Regions from separate parts of the Sus scrofa genome. Here region 1 is linked to region 2. The links are chromatin contacts, called in public Hi-C maps. All regions are on one chromosome and are shown on one strand. The core of a region is the stretch at or near the end of the contact, and the rest is flanking DNA. Distances in the headings are between cores, read along the strand shown. Region 1 holds the start of SERINC5 (serine incorporator 5). Region 2 has its middle 47 kb from the start of TRNAE-UUC.

Region 1 (6,154 bases), core at 3,064-5,563, 190 kb after region 2:
TACCCATTTCTCCCACCCCTTTCCAGGCCCTGGCAACCACCATTCTACTCTGTTTCTATGAATTCAGTTTTTAGCTTCCATATATATAAGTGAGATCACACAGTATTTGTCTTTCTCTGTCTGATATTTCACTTACCATAAGGACTTCAAGGTCCACCAGCGTTGCAAATGAAGGACTTCCTTTGTTTTCATGGTGGAATAACATTCCATTGCATATATATATTCCATATCTTTTTTATCTATTCATCTGTAGATAGATATTTAGATTGTTTCCATGTCTTGGCTATTGAGAATAAATGCTGCAATGAATGTGGGAGTATGGATATCTCTTCGACATCCTGATTTCACTTCCTTTGGTTATACGCCCAGAAGTAGAACTGCTAGATCATATGGTAGTTCCGTTTTTAATTTTTTGGGGGAGAACCTCCAAACTGTTTACCATAGCAGTTGTACCAATTTACATTCCCGCCAAGAGTGCACAACAGTTCCCTCCAGATTCTCACCAATGCTTGTTATCTCTCTCTTTTTGATAAAAGTCATTCTAACTATTAGATGTGAGGTGATTTGGGGGAGGGGAGGCTGTACCCACGGTATATGAAAGTTCCTGGGCAAGGGATTGAACCTGTGCCACAGCAGTGACACAAGCTGCTACAGTGACAATGCCAGATCCCTTAGCCTGCTATGCCACAAGGAACTCCACTATGAGTTATTTTTTGAGTGGTATATGATAAAAGCCCAATCTTACTCTTCTGCATATGATTATCCAGGTTTCTCATTCATTGAAGAGACTATCCTCTCCCTGTGGAGTATTCTTGGCTCCCCTGTCAATTATTAGTTGCCCATAAATGTATGGGTTTATTTCTGGGCTCTCTATTCTGTTCTATTGATCTCTGTGCCAATACCATATTTTTTTTAAGTATAATTGATTTGCAATGTTGTGTTAATTTCTGTTGTACAGCAAAGTGACCCAGTTATATATATACTCCTTTTCTCATATTATCTTCCATCATGGTCTATTCCAAGAGACTGGATATAGTTCCTTGTGCTATACAGTTGGACTTCATTGCTTATCCATTCTTTCTTCTTCTTCTTTTTTTCTCTTTTTGTCTTTTTAGGGCCACACCCACGGCATATGGAGGTTCCCAGGCTAGGGTTCTAATTGGAGCTACAGCTGCTGGACTACACCACAGCCATAGCAACGCTGGATCCTTAACCCACTGAGCAAGGCCAGGGATCGAACCTGCAACCTCATGGTTCCTAGTCAGTTTTGTTTCTGCTGTGCCACAATGGGAACTCCCTGCTCATCCATTCTACATGTCATAGTTTGCCATCTGCTAACCCCAAATTCCCAGTCCATCTCACTCCCTCTCTCCTCCCCCAATACAATACTGTTTTGATTACTAAAGTTTTGTAATACAGTTTGAAATCAGGAAGTGTGATGCTTCCAGCATTGTTCTCAAAATTGCTTTGGTTATTCAAGGTCTGTTAGGGGTCCATAAAACATTTCAGACTGTTCTATCTCTGTGAAAAATATCACTGGAATTTTGAAAGAGGTTGCATCAAATCTATAGATAGTTTGGGAGTATTATGGACATTTTAATGATATTAATTCTTCCAATAAATAAATATGAGATATCTTTCTATTTATTTATGTTTTCTTTAGTTTCTTTCATCAAAGTCTTGCAGTTTTCAGTGTGCAGATCCTTCACCTCCTTGGTTAAGTTTATTACTAATTATTTTTATTTTTATTTTTTATTTATTTATTTATTTGTCTTTTTGCCCTTTCTTGGGCCGCTCCCGCGGCATATGGGCGGTTCCCAGGCTAGGGGTCAAATCAGAGCTGTAACCACCAGCCTATGCCAGGGCCACAGCAACGCAGGATCTGAGCCGCGTCTGCGACCCACATCACAGCTCGTGGCAACGCCGGATCATTAACCCACTGAGCAAGGGCAGGGATCAAAGCCGCAACCTCATGGTTCCTAGTCGGATTCGTTAACCACTGTGCCAGGACGGGAACCCCCACTAATTATTTTTAAATGTTTTTGATGCTACTGTGAATGGGAATGTTTTCTTTATTTCTTCTTCAGATATTTTGTTCTTTGTAAATAGTCTATTATTTTCCCATTTGTCTGCAATACTCTCTAAGTCATGAGTCAAATTTTTTATATTTGTATGGATCTGTTTCCTGGGCTCTTCACTACATTCCATTCATTTCATTGTCTATCCCTGCACTATATACTCCTACTTTTTTTATTTTTTGGCCACACCCACAGCGTATGGAAGTTCCTGGGCCAGGGATCAAATCTGAGCCACAGCTGTGACCTACACCACAGCTGTGGCAATGCCAAACCCTTAACCCACCATGCCACAGTGGGAACTCCTATATATTCTCTTTTAAATTCTATACTCCGAATGAGTCTTGATGTTTGGCACCTTCTTCAGGAGTAGCTTAAATGTTCTTGGCCCTTTGCTCTTTCACATAAATTTGAGAATCACCTTGTAAAGTCTGATGAAAAGCCTATTGGAATTTTTATTGGAATTTCACTGAATTTTCAGATTGCAAAAGTTGACATTTTTACAGGAATCACTTTCTATCCAAGGACACAGAATATAATTCTCCATTTGTTTGAATCTTTTTATCAACGTTCATTAAAAGTATATCATTCTCTTGGAGTTCCCATCTTGGCGCAGTGGTTAATGAATCCGACTAGGAACCATGAGGTTTCAGGTTCGATCCCTGGCCTTGCTCAATGGGTTAAGGATCTGGTGTTGCCGTGAGCTGTGGTGTAGGTCACAGATGTGGCTCGGATCCCGCATTGCTGTGGCTGTGGTGTAGGCCGATGGCTACAGCTCTGATTAGACCCCTAGCCTGGGAACCTCCATATGCCGTGGGAAGCCGCCCTAGAAAAAAACAAAACAAAAAAAAAAAGGTATATCACTCTCTCCACACAGGTTTTTGTTAAATATATTCTTGAGTATGTTCTTTTTTTTTTTTTTTTTTTTTTGTCTTTTTGCTATTTCTTGGGTCGCACCCGCGGCACATGGAGGTTCCCAGGCTAGGGGTCCAATCGGAGCCGTAGCCACCAGCCTACGCCAGAGCCACAGCAAGGCGGGATCCGAGCCGCATCTGCAACCTACACCACAGCTCACGGCAACGCCCAGATCGTTAACCCACTGAGCAAGGGCAGGGACCGAACCCGCAACCTCATGGTTCCTAGTCGGATTCGTTAACCACTGCGCCACGACGGGAACTCCGAGTATGTTCTTTATTGTTATTGCAAATGATGTATTTTTTATTTTTAATTGTAAAGTTAAAAATAGCTATAATGAGTATGTAAACATATATGTACAGTTTAAAGTGTAATTAAAAAGCTGTCACTCACATAACCTCCATCCAGATGAAATAAAACTTTGTCCTATAAAAGTTCCCTGTGCCCACCTCCAATTACATCGTCCTTTCTCCACCCAGGAAATATTGACATTCCTTCCCTCATTTCATAGTTTTACCACCATTGCATGCAACTTTAACGAATTTAGTTTTGCCTGTTTTTAACCATATACAAACAGCATCATCCTATATGTATTATTTTAGACTTCTCTTAGTCATTTCTGTTTTGGGAGATACATCCATCTTAATACATCTAGCTGTTTTTATTTAGTTTCACTAATACACATTTCATTGTATGAATATAAACCATATACATTTTTTAACCTATTCTCCTCTTATTGGGTATTGTTTTACTTCAAGTTTTTGGTTAGTAAAAACAATGCTACTACAAAAATTTATGCTCATAAATAAGATATAAGGTATATTTTCTGTGACACAAGTACAGATATTTTTCTCGGTCAGTGATAGTTAAAATGTGGCACCTAGCCATCCCTGAGACTCCTTTATGACTGCTAGAAGGGTCTCCCTTTTCCAAGTATGTACCTTTCTTTTTTTGCTTTTTAGGGCCGAACCTGTGGCATATGGACGTTCCCAGGCTAGAGGCTGAATCAAAGCTGCAGCTGCCAGCCTACACCGCAGTCCACCACTGAGCTTGGCCCGGGATTGAACCTGCATCCTCATGGATACTAGCTGGGTTTGTAACCTGCTGAGTCACAACGGGAATTCCCCAAATGAGTATCTGAGTTCAAATTTTCTTCATATCCTTCAGCCAAAACAGTATGTCACAACATATTGAAAGCAGAAGCAGATGTGAATACTTACCTGGCAGGAGCAATACCATGATCACAAAGGTGGTTTTCCCAGGGCGAGGCTTATTCAGTGCTCTCTGGATGTTCTGACCCTTGTGATTTCCCAAATGTAGGAAACTCAACTGCATAATTTGTGGTAATGGGGGAAAAAAAAAGAAGAAGCACATATGAGAATCTAGCTGTCCTTTCTATTAAGCAAACATTAAAAAGGTCTTCTAAAATGTAAAACAGTAGTTGTTTTATACAATATAGTTACTTTATTAAAAATTTTGTTTCCAATGGGTTTATTATTTTTAAAAATTAATCATATAAATACTGAAAAGTCTTCTGTTTTAACTAGTCAAACAGCAAATAGCTATAACCCAAATAAACATACTATTTGGTGTCCTCCACAATTTTTAAGAGTGTGAAACAGTCCTGAGTTTGGGAACTGTTCTTGTAAGCCATAGTTTTCAATCTGGAGCCGCTATTTAAGGTGTACCCAAGGTATAGATAGTTTAGAGTCTATTTCCAGATCCCTACTTTCTATCTGTCCTGTGTCCTAGCTTCATGGAATTCTTTCCTACCTCCCCCTTAACAAGTGACAGTCTTGCCAGAGTTGTCTTGCCTGACACCTTCTGGTCAAAACAAAAAGTGCCAGCCTCAAAATCTAAAGAACAGATTTCAGCAACTGAGGAGAAAACCCCTGAGCCCAGAGAGGAGCACTTTTTTAGGAAATGATGTTTTACCAATGCCCTGACGCCCCGGAGATCTGCTGTGGGATAAAAAAGGACATTGACTCTAAAGTTGAAGAGTGATTCATGTGAGCCACCCTGACACAGTCATTTATACTATAAGGTTAAAAAAAAAATCTGTATCAAATAACTTTTAAAGTATAATATTTCATTTTTCTTTTTTTGTAGGGCTACACCCGTAGCATATGGAGGTTCCCAGGCTAGGAGTCTAATCGGAGCTGTAGCCACCAGCCTATACCAGAGCCACAGCAACGCAGGATCTGAGTCTCGTCTGCGACCTATACCACAGCTCACGGCAATGCCAGATCCTTAACCCACTGAATGAGGCCAGGGATCAAATCGGCACCCTCATGTTTCCTAGTTGGATTCATTAATCACCGAGCCATGACAGGAACTCCTAACATTCCAATTTTGTGTCATTAATAATTGTTAACTTATAAGACTTGGAGGCTTATAGTCACAAGAAATTAAAATGAAAATTTCAACTTATATAAACATTTTTATTGCAAAGACATAAGAATTGAAAAAAAAAAAATTTCAAGCAGGAGTACCCGTTGTGGCTCAGCAGAAACGCATCTGACTAGTATCCATGAGGTTGCAGGTTTGATCCCCAGCCTGGTTCAGTGGGTTAAGGATCCAGCATTGCCATGAGCTGTGGTGTAGGTCAAAGATTCTGCTCAGATCTGGCTTTGCTGTAGCTGTGGCTGTGGCTAATAGCTGTAGCTCCAATTTGACCCCTAGCCTGGGAACCTCCATATGCCACAGGTGAGGCTCTAAAAAGACAAAAACAAACAAACAAACAAAAAAAAACCTTTAAAGCATACATATATTAAGATAAAACTTGGAGGCAGGGTGGCTTGGAAATATCAATTCAAGGATAAGCAGTGATATAAACCAGAAATTAATACAACAGGTAGGAGTTCCTGTTTTGGTGCAGTGGGTTAAGGTCCCAATGTTGTCTCTGTGAGGATATGGGTTTGACCCCTGTCCTTGCTCAGTGACTTAAGGATCCAGCATTGCTGCAAGCCGTGGATGTGGCTCAGATCCAGCATTGCTGTGGCTGTATCTTTGGCCACACCTGCAGCTCTAATTGGACCCCAGACCTGGGAATTTCTACATGCTGCAGGTGCAGCAGTAGAAAAGAAAAAACAAAAACAAAAACATAAACCCCCACAACGTTGTAAATCAACTATATTGCAATAAAAGGAGTGATATTGAGTCAC
Region 2 (6,779 bases), core at 389-2,888:
GTCAGCACCCCAACCTCTGTGTTGACCCTGGGTCAACGGCTGAGAAAGCACTCAGTGGGATCCACCTTGCTTCCCAAAACACGCTTGGCCTTGGTTCCATCAGGGGAACGTACCTTCCTACTGCAAACACCGTGGCAGGTGCATTCGGGGTCCATCTCCATTGGCCCTCATGATACACCGACGTCAAACTGCCAGCACCCACGGCTCTTCATTTCAGAGCCTTCTCTAGTCTGAGACCACTTTCTCTACCCATGCCGTGGGCTTGGAGGGCAGGGAAACTAAGACCACCACCACCGCCACCTGCCCCCCCCCCGCCCAGAACAGGCTCCAAGCAGCCCCCCACCTTGCAGGGGATGCCCCTGAGGGATGTGTTCTCTGTCCCCCCACCCCAAACCCCTGGCAGGATAAGGTGCCATGGCCTCGGTGGTAATTGCCTTCCTCTCCCTGCCTCACCCTCTGCTCCCCTACCTGGGCTTCCATCCACATAAACATGTACTCCAATCTGCAACTCCACGTCTGCTTCTGGATAAACCAACCAGAAGCAAAGCTCCCTCTGTCCTGGATCACTCAGATGTCACTTGATCCAGAGCTAAGGAATCTGCAGCTTGCTTAAGTGGATACCCTGTGCTCATAGACAGCAATGTCCAGGTCCCTCTGGACCAGGCATCCCCGAGCCATCCTCATGCCTCCACCTCTTAGCCAGGCTTCACCTGCCCTCCAAGAATAGTGCAGAGGTCTAGTGAATAAAATAAAAACTAGAACAATGAGGAGTTCCCGCCATGGCCCAGTGGGTTAAGCATCCAACTGCAGTGGCCGGGGTCACTGTGGAGGTGCAGGTTGAATTTCCTGCCCAGTGAAGAGGGTTAAAGGATCTGGCATTGCCGCACCTGCAGCACAGGTTGCAGCTGTGCCTCAGGTTTGATCCCTGGCTGGGGAACTTCCATATATTGCAGGTGCAGCTAAAAAAATGAATTTAAAATTAAAAGAGGAGTTCCTGTCGTGGCGCAGTGGTTAACGAATCCCACTAGGAACCATGAGGTTGCGGGTTTGATCCCTGGCCTTGCTCAGTGGGTTAAGGATCCAGCGTTGTCATGAGCTGTAGTGTAGGTCGCAGACACAGCTCGGATCCTGCGTTGCTGTGGCTCTAGTGTAGGCCGGTGGCTACGGCTCCGATTAGACCCCTAGCCTGGGAACCTCCATATGCTGTGGGAGTTGCCCTAGAAAAGGCAAAAAGACAAAAATAAAATAAATAAATAAATAAATAAACAAAATAATAATAAAAGTAAATTAAAAGAAAACTAGAACCATTCGGGAATTGTGGTCCTGGGTCCTATTCATGTTTTAACTTCACCCCCGCCCCACATCCACCATTGCATCCCAGTCACAGACACTGGTGAATGCGCATCAAGTGCTGTTCATCAGAGAAGCAACTGGAAGCAGTCAGCTTCTGCTCCCCAACACCCCACCCACAACCCCCTACTCTACCGGGTTCCCAGGCACCAAGGATGATTCCCACTTCAGGGTGCAGCAACTCGGTTGTTCCAAATGACTCTTTGGCGTCTTCAGAAGCGTGTGCCAGGAGCAGTTCTTGAAACAGCCTGCTCGTTCATAAGTGTATTTCCATTTTAGCAAGCGCAGCTGTCGCTCCAGCTGGAGGCCTGCTGGTCTCACCCCTGCCACCCTCCCAGAGGGAAAATTTAATTCACAGAAACTTAGAGTGCCTCCCCATTCAGGGATCGTTTCAAGAGCCTCCCTGACAGTTGTCATCCATTCCATAAAGACCTCGTGTGACAGGGAACTCACTACCTACAAACTTTCGACCTGAGAAGCTGCACAAGGTAGCCTATTGTATTGTGGGAAGGCTCTAATTATAATAGCTCTAAATAATAGACATTTATTAAACATTTACCAGACGCCAGACACTACTAAAAATGCATTACTTACGGAGCTCCTGTTGTGGCTCAGTGGTTAATGAGTCTGACTAGGAACCTTGAGGTTGCGGGTTTGATCCCTGGCCTCGCTCAGTGGGTTAAGGATCTGGTGTTGCTGTGAGCTGTGGTGTAGGTTGCAGACATGGCTTGGATCCTGCATTGCTGTGGCTCTGGCGTAGGCCAGTGTCTACAGCTCCAATTAGACCCCTAGCTGGGAGCCTCCATATACCATGGGATCAGCCCTAGAAAAGGCAAAAAAAATTTTTTTTAATAAAACTGCGTTCCCTGTGTGAACTCATTTAATCACAACAACAATCCTATAAAATAGCTGCTATTGTTATCATTTGCACTTCACAGCACAGAGAAGTTAAGAGCTTGCCCAAGATCATAGAGCTGGCAATTGGCAGAATGAGATTTCAAATCAAGCAAGTCCCACCCCAGAGTGAGCCTTAAGGTCCAGATTCTTGTGAGACTATGATGCAAGCCAAGGACCCTCCCTGCTTTGCTGCTGTGCATACGGACACATTTTGCATGTAATTTCAGGGTGTCAACCTGGCCCAGTTCATGACACAGAGATTAGGAACCCCTGCCAACACACAAGCATAGAATATTTTGCCTTTGCTTCCATTTGAAGATCATTTGAGGAGTTTTTCTATATCCACTGGGCTTTCTCATGTTTCCCGAGGCGAAATTTGCCCAGCTCCATAGGAAAGAATTTCAACCTCCCTGGTAACCGAAGACAGACAAATTTAAACAATAATGAAATATAAACAATAATGACTTCTATTATGTTCATTTAAAAGAAGCAACAATAAACACAGACTTGAAAACTGTGTGCTTGTGGGTTGTACTCATTTGCTGCTGCTGACATTAGACTGTATCCACTACCTTTGGAAAGAAATTTGGCAACACACAGAGGAAGGAGTGATGAAAAGGCTCACAAGTTTTGACTTGACAATTCCACTCCCAGAATCTATTCCAGACAATGATTTAGGTGGAAACAAAAGCCATATGTGGAAAGATGTTTACAGCAAAATTTACCTCCAAAAGAAAAAAAAAAAAGGAAAAATGTTATGCCCAACAAAACAATGGGGAAATTGTAAGTCTCATTAACATAATGGCACATATCAAACAATGGAAAGTGTTATAATAAGACTCAGAGAAAAAAAGTGTAACAGAGAAAGAACATCATGATTGTTGCTCATTAGGGAAGGATACGGCAGGAATGCCCAGGAAGCTTTCAGTTTGCTCTTCAATGCCTCACTCTAAAAGGTGAGAGACCAAACAATAAAAATAAAAGCAGGTCAAAGGAGTCCGAGAGAGACTATAAAGGAATCAAAGGCACACTGGAAACTCTAAATAATACCCTCCTTGAAATCAGAGAAGACCTGTGCCACAGTCCAAATATTATGCCCTCCCTAAATGCTTAAGATGAAATCCTAACCCCCAAAGGTCATAGTATTAGCAGGCAGGGCCTCTGGAAGGCGTTGATGTCATGAGAGTGGAGCCTTCATTGACAGGACTAGTGCCTTATAAAAAAGACTCTGGAGATGGAGTTCCCGTCGTGGCTCAGTGGTTAACGAATCCGACTAGGAACCATGAGGATGCGGGTTCGATCCCTGGCCTTGCTCAGTGGATTAAGGACCCGGCGTTGCCGTGAGCTGTGGTGTAGGTTGCAGATGCGGCTCGGATCCCACGCTGCTGTGGCCCTGGAGCAGGCCGGCGGCTACAGCTCCAATTCAACCCCTAGCCTGAGAACCTCTGTATGCCGCGGGAGCAGCCCAAGAAATGGCAAAAAGACCAAAAAAAAAAAAAGACTCCGGAGAGATCCCAGCCTCTTCCACCATGTGTGTTCCCAGTGCGAAGGTGCTGGCTGTGAGCCAGGAAGGGCACTCTCACCTGAAGGCAAACAGGCTGGCACCTTGATCTTGGACTTGCCAGCTTCCTCAAGTATGAGCAAGACATTGCTGTTGTTTAAAAGCTACCCAGTCAGCAGTACTTTTTTTTCTAGCAGCCTGATTGAACTAAGACAATATGCATCCACAAAACAAGAACAGAATGCTATCTTTAGGGAAGGAAAGGAATAATCAGAAAACAGAAAAGAGGAGTTCCTGTTGTGGTAGGTTAGGAAGCCAACATAGTGTCTGTGAAGATGCAGGTTTGATCCCTGGCCTCACTCAGTGGGTTAAGGATCTGGTGTTGCTACAAGCTATGGCCTAAGTCACAGAGCAGGCTTGGATCCCGCTTTGCTGCAGCTGTGGTACAGGCCAGCAGCTGCAGCTCTGATTCAGCCCCTAGTCTGGGAACTTCCATATGTCACAGGTTCAGCCATACAAAGAACAAAAAAAAAAAAAAAAAAAAAAAAAAAACCACGCAACAACAAGCGAAAAGAACTCTTGGGAGTTAGAATTATGATAGCTAAAATATTAAAATCAATAGAACCCCTGGAAAATAAAATATAGGAGCTATCTAATAAAGGGAACAAAATAAACAGAAAATGGGAGAGAAAAGGTGACTCATCTGGAAGGCTTAGTATCTATCTAATAAGAGTCCAGAAAAGGAGATCAGAGACAATTTCCAGGATAGAGAGTTTAACTGGCCAAGCCAAAGGCATGTATTCAACCCATAGCTGTGCAAGGAGGGGAGGCTCTGGTCCCTCTGACTTCTTTAGGGCAAGAGAACTGCCTCCACCACAACTGTACCCAGGAGTACGGTCTCCAAGAGAGAAAGTAATAGGTGCTATAAAGAAGTGAGGTTTAGGGGAGTTCCCGTCGTGGCGCAGTGGTTAACGAATCCGACTAGGAACCATGAGGTTGCGGGTTCGGTCCCTGCCCTTGCACAGTGGGTTAACGATCTGGCGTTGCCGTGAGCTGTGGTGTAGGTTGCAGACGCGGCTCGGATCCCGTGTTGCTGTGGCTCTGGTGTAGGCCGGTGGCTACAGCTCCGATTCAACCCCTAGCCTGGGAACCTCCATGTGCTGCAGGAGCGGCCCAAGAAATAGCAACAACAACAAAAGACAAAAAAAGACAAAAAAAAAAAAAGAAGTGAGGTTTAGATGAAAGCCAAAAACTACAAATGTCACTACATTATAACATGTTGACTCCTAGTAAACAGACATTTTTCTCTAACTTCTGATAAACACCTTAGAATCCTATCAAACCCAGTATCTCTCACTCTAGACCATTTATGTTTCATCATAGGAAGATCTCTTGTGTGTGTCCTTCATTCCAGTTTGCTTCACATGGGTTATTTCATTAAAGACTTGCAACAAAGCATAAAGAAAGTACTCTTGATATCCCCATTTTAGAGAGTTCCCGTTGTGGCACAGTGGAAACAAATCCGACTAGGAACCATGAGGTTGCGGGTTCGATCCCTGGCCTTGCTCAGTGGGTTAACGATCCGGCATTGCCATGAGCTATGGTGTAGGTCAGAGAGGTGGCTCAAATCTGGCATTGCTGTGGCTCTGGTGTAGGCCAGCAGTTACAGCTCCAATTCGACTCCTATCCTGGGAACCTCCACATGCCGCAGGGTGTGGCCCTAAGAAGGACAAAAAGACCAAATACATACATGTATTTCCATTTTACAAATAAGGAAACAACTGCTCAGAGAGATTAAACTGCAAGTTCACCCATCTAATAAAAATCTAATAAAAAGGAAAGCCAGGATTTGGATTGAGTTCATGTGATTGTGGAGTGTGCTCCGCTACCCATATACCACAGGACTTAACAGGCCTCTCCCACAAGGCTTCCCAGTGCTCCCAGAGACCCAGATGTTCCACTGGACTCAGGACTCTAAAGAGAATATAACATTTAATAGCCATGAGAGCTTCAGCAGAGCCATGTACCAACAGCATATAGTTCAATACCTCAGCTCAGAGAGCCCTTGGCACCCCTGGTCACCCACAGAACGGTTATGAACCTTCTCCAGTCACTTTTTTCTAGTTGATTGACATTATATTAGTTTCAGTTGTAGAGCATAATGATACAATATCTGTATACATTGCAAAACAATCACCCACTTAAGTCTATTTACCATCCTTCACCACACACAAGACAAATGTTTTCTTCTTATGATGAGAAATTTTAAGATTTACTCTCTTAGGAGTTCGCATCGTGGCATAGTGGTTAACGAACCCGACTAGGAACCAAGAGGTTGCGGGTTCGATCCCTGCCCTTGCTCAGTGGGTTGAGGATCCGGCGTTGCCATGAGCTGTGGTGTAGGTTGTAGACACGGCTCAGATCCTGCATTGCTGTGGCTCTGGCATAGGCTGGTGGCTACAGCTCCGATTAGACCCCTAGCCTGGGAACCTCCATGTGCCGCAGGAGCTGCCCAAGAAAATGGCAAAAAGCCACACACACACACACACACACACACACACACACACACACACACAAAAGATTTACTCTCTTAGCAACTTTCAATATGCATTATAGTATTGTTAACTATAGTCAAGAAATGTTCTCCCCAATAGATCATGTGCTAGGCCACAAAACAAGTCTCAGTAAATTTAATTGAAATCATATCAAGCATCTTTTCCAACCGCAATGCAATAAGCCTAGCCGTCAACTACAAGAAAAAAACTACTAAGAATATAAACACATGGAAGCTAAAGAACATACTACTCAACCTTCAGTGGGTTACTGAAGAAATCAAAGAGAAAATTAATAAGTATCTGGAAACTAATGAAAATACAATGATCCCAAATTTATGGGATGCAGCAAAAGCAGTTCTAAGAAGGAAGTTTACAGTGATACAGCCTTCTTTACAAAGCAAGAAAAATATCAAATAAAAAACTTAATTTATACCCAAAGGAACTAGAAAAAGCAAAACAAACACAAACCAAAGCTA

Evidence for each region. Hi-C and Micro-C count contacts between places; a contact is called where the count stands out from the background.
Region 1: a contact with region 2 is called in a Hi-C map of fetal skeletal muscle, with 3 times the contacts expected there. The contact joins the promoter of SERINC5 here to the enhancer-like site in region 2. A contact is called at or near these places in 1 of 5 promoter capture datasets (fetal liver), 24 of 47 Hi-C or Micro-C datasets (adipocytes, blood, embryonic fibroblasts and 14 more) and 2 of 2 datasets of contacts at active chromatin or transcription factors (alveolar macrophages and skeletal muscle).

The regions. Positions count from the first base shown.
Region 1 is chr2:88,987,764-88,993,917 of Sscrofa11.1, forward strand. SERINC5 (serine incorporator 5) reads right to left here and starts at 4,314. Exons shown (of 12, transcript XM_021084491.1): 1 at 4,211-4,314.
Region 2 is chr2:88,802,568-88,809,346 of Sscrofa11.1, forward strand. No RefSeq gene overlaps it. Among named protein-coding and RNA genes, the nearest start is that of TRNAE-UUC, 47 kb to the left of the region's middle. Within about 2 kb of position 1,639, at least 2 of the 83 cell types and tissues checked have an H3K27ac peak or open chromatin away from gene starts, as enhancers often do. A contact at or near this core is called in fetal skeletal muscle, where this site is marked.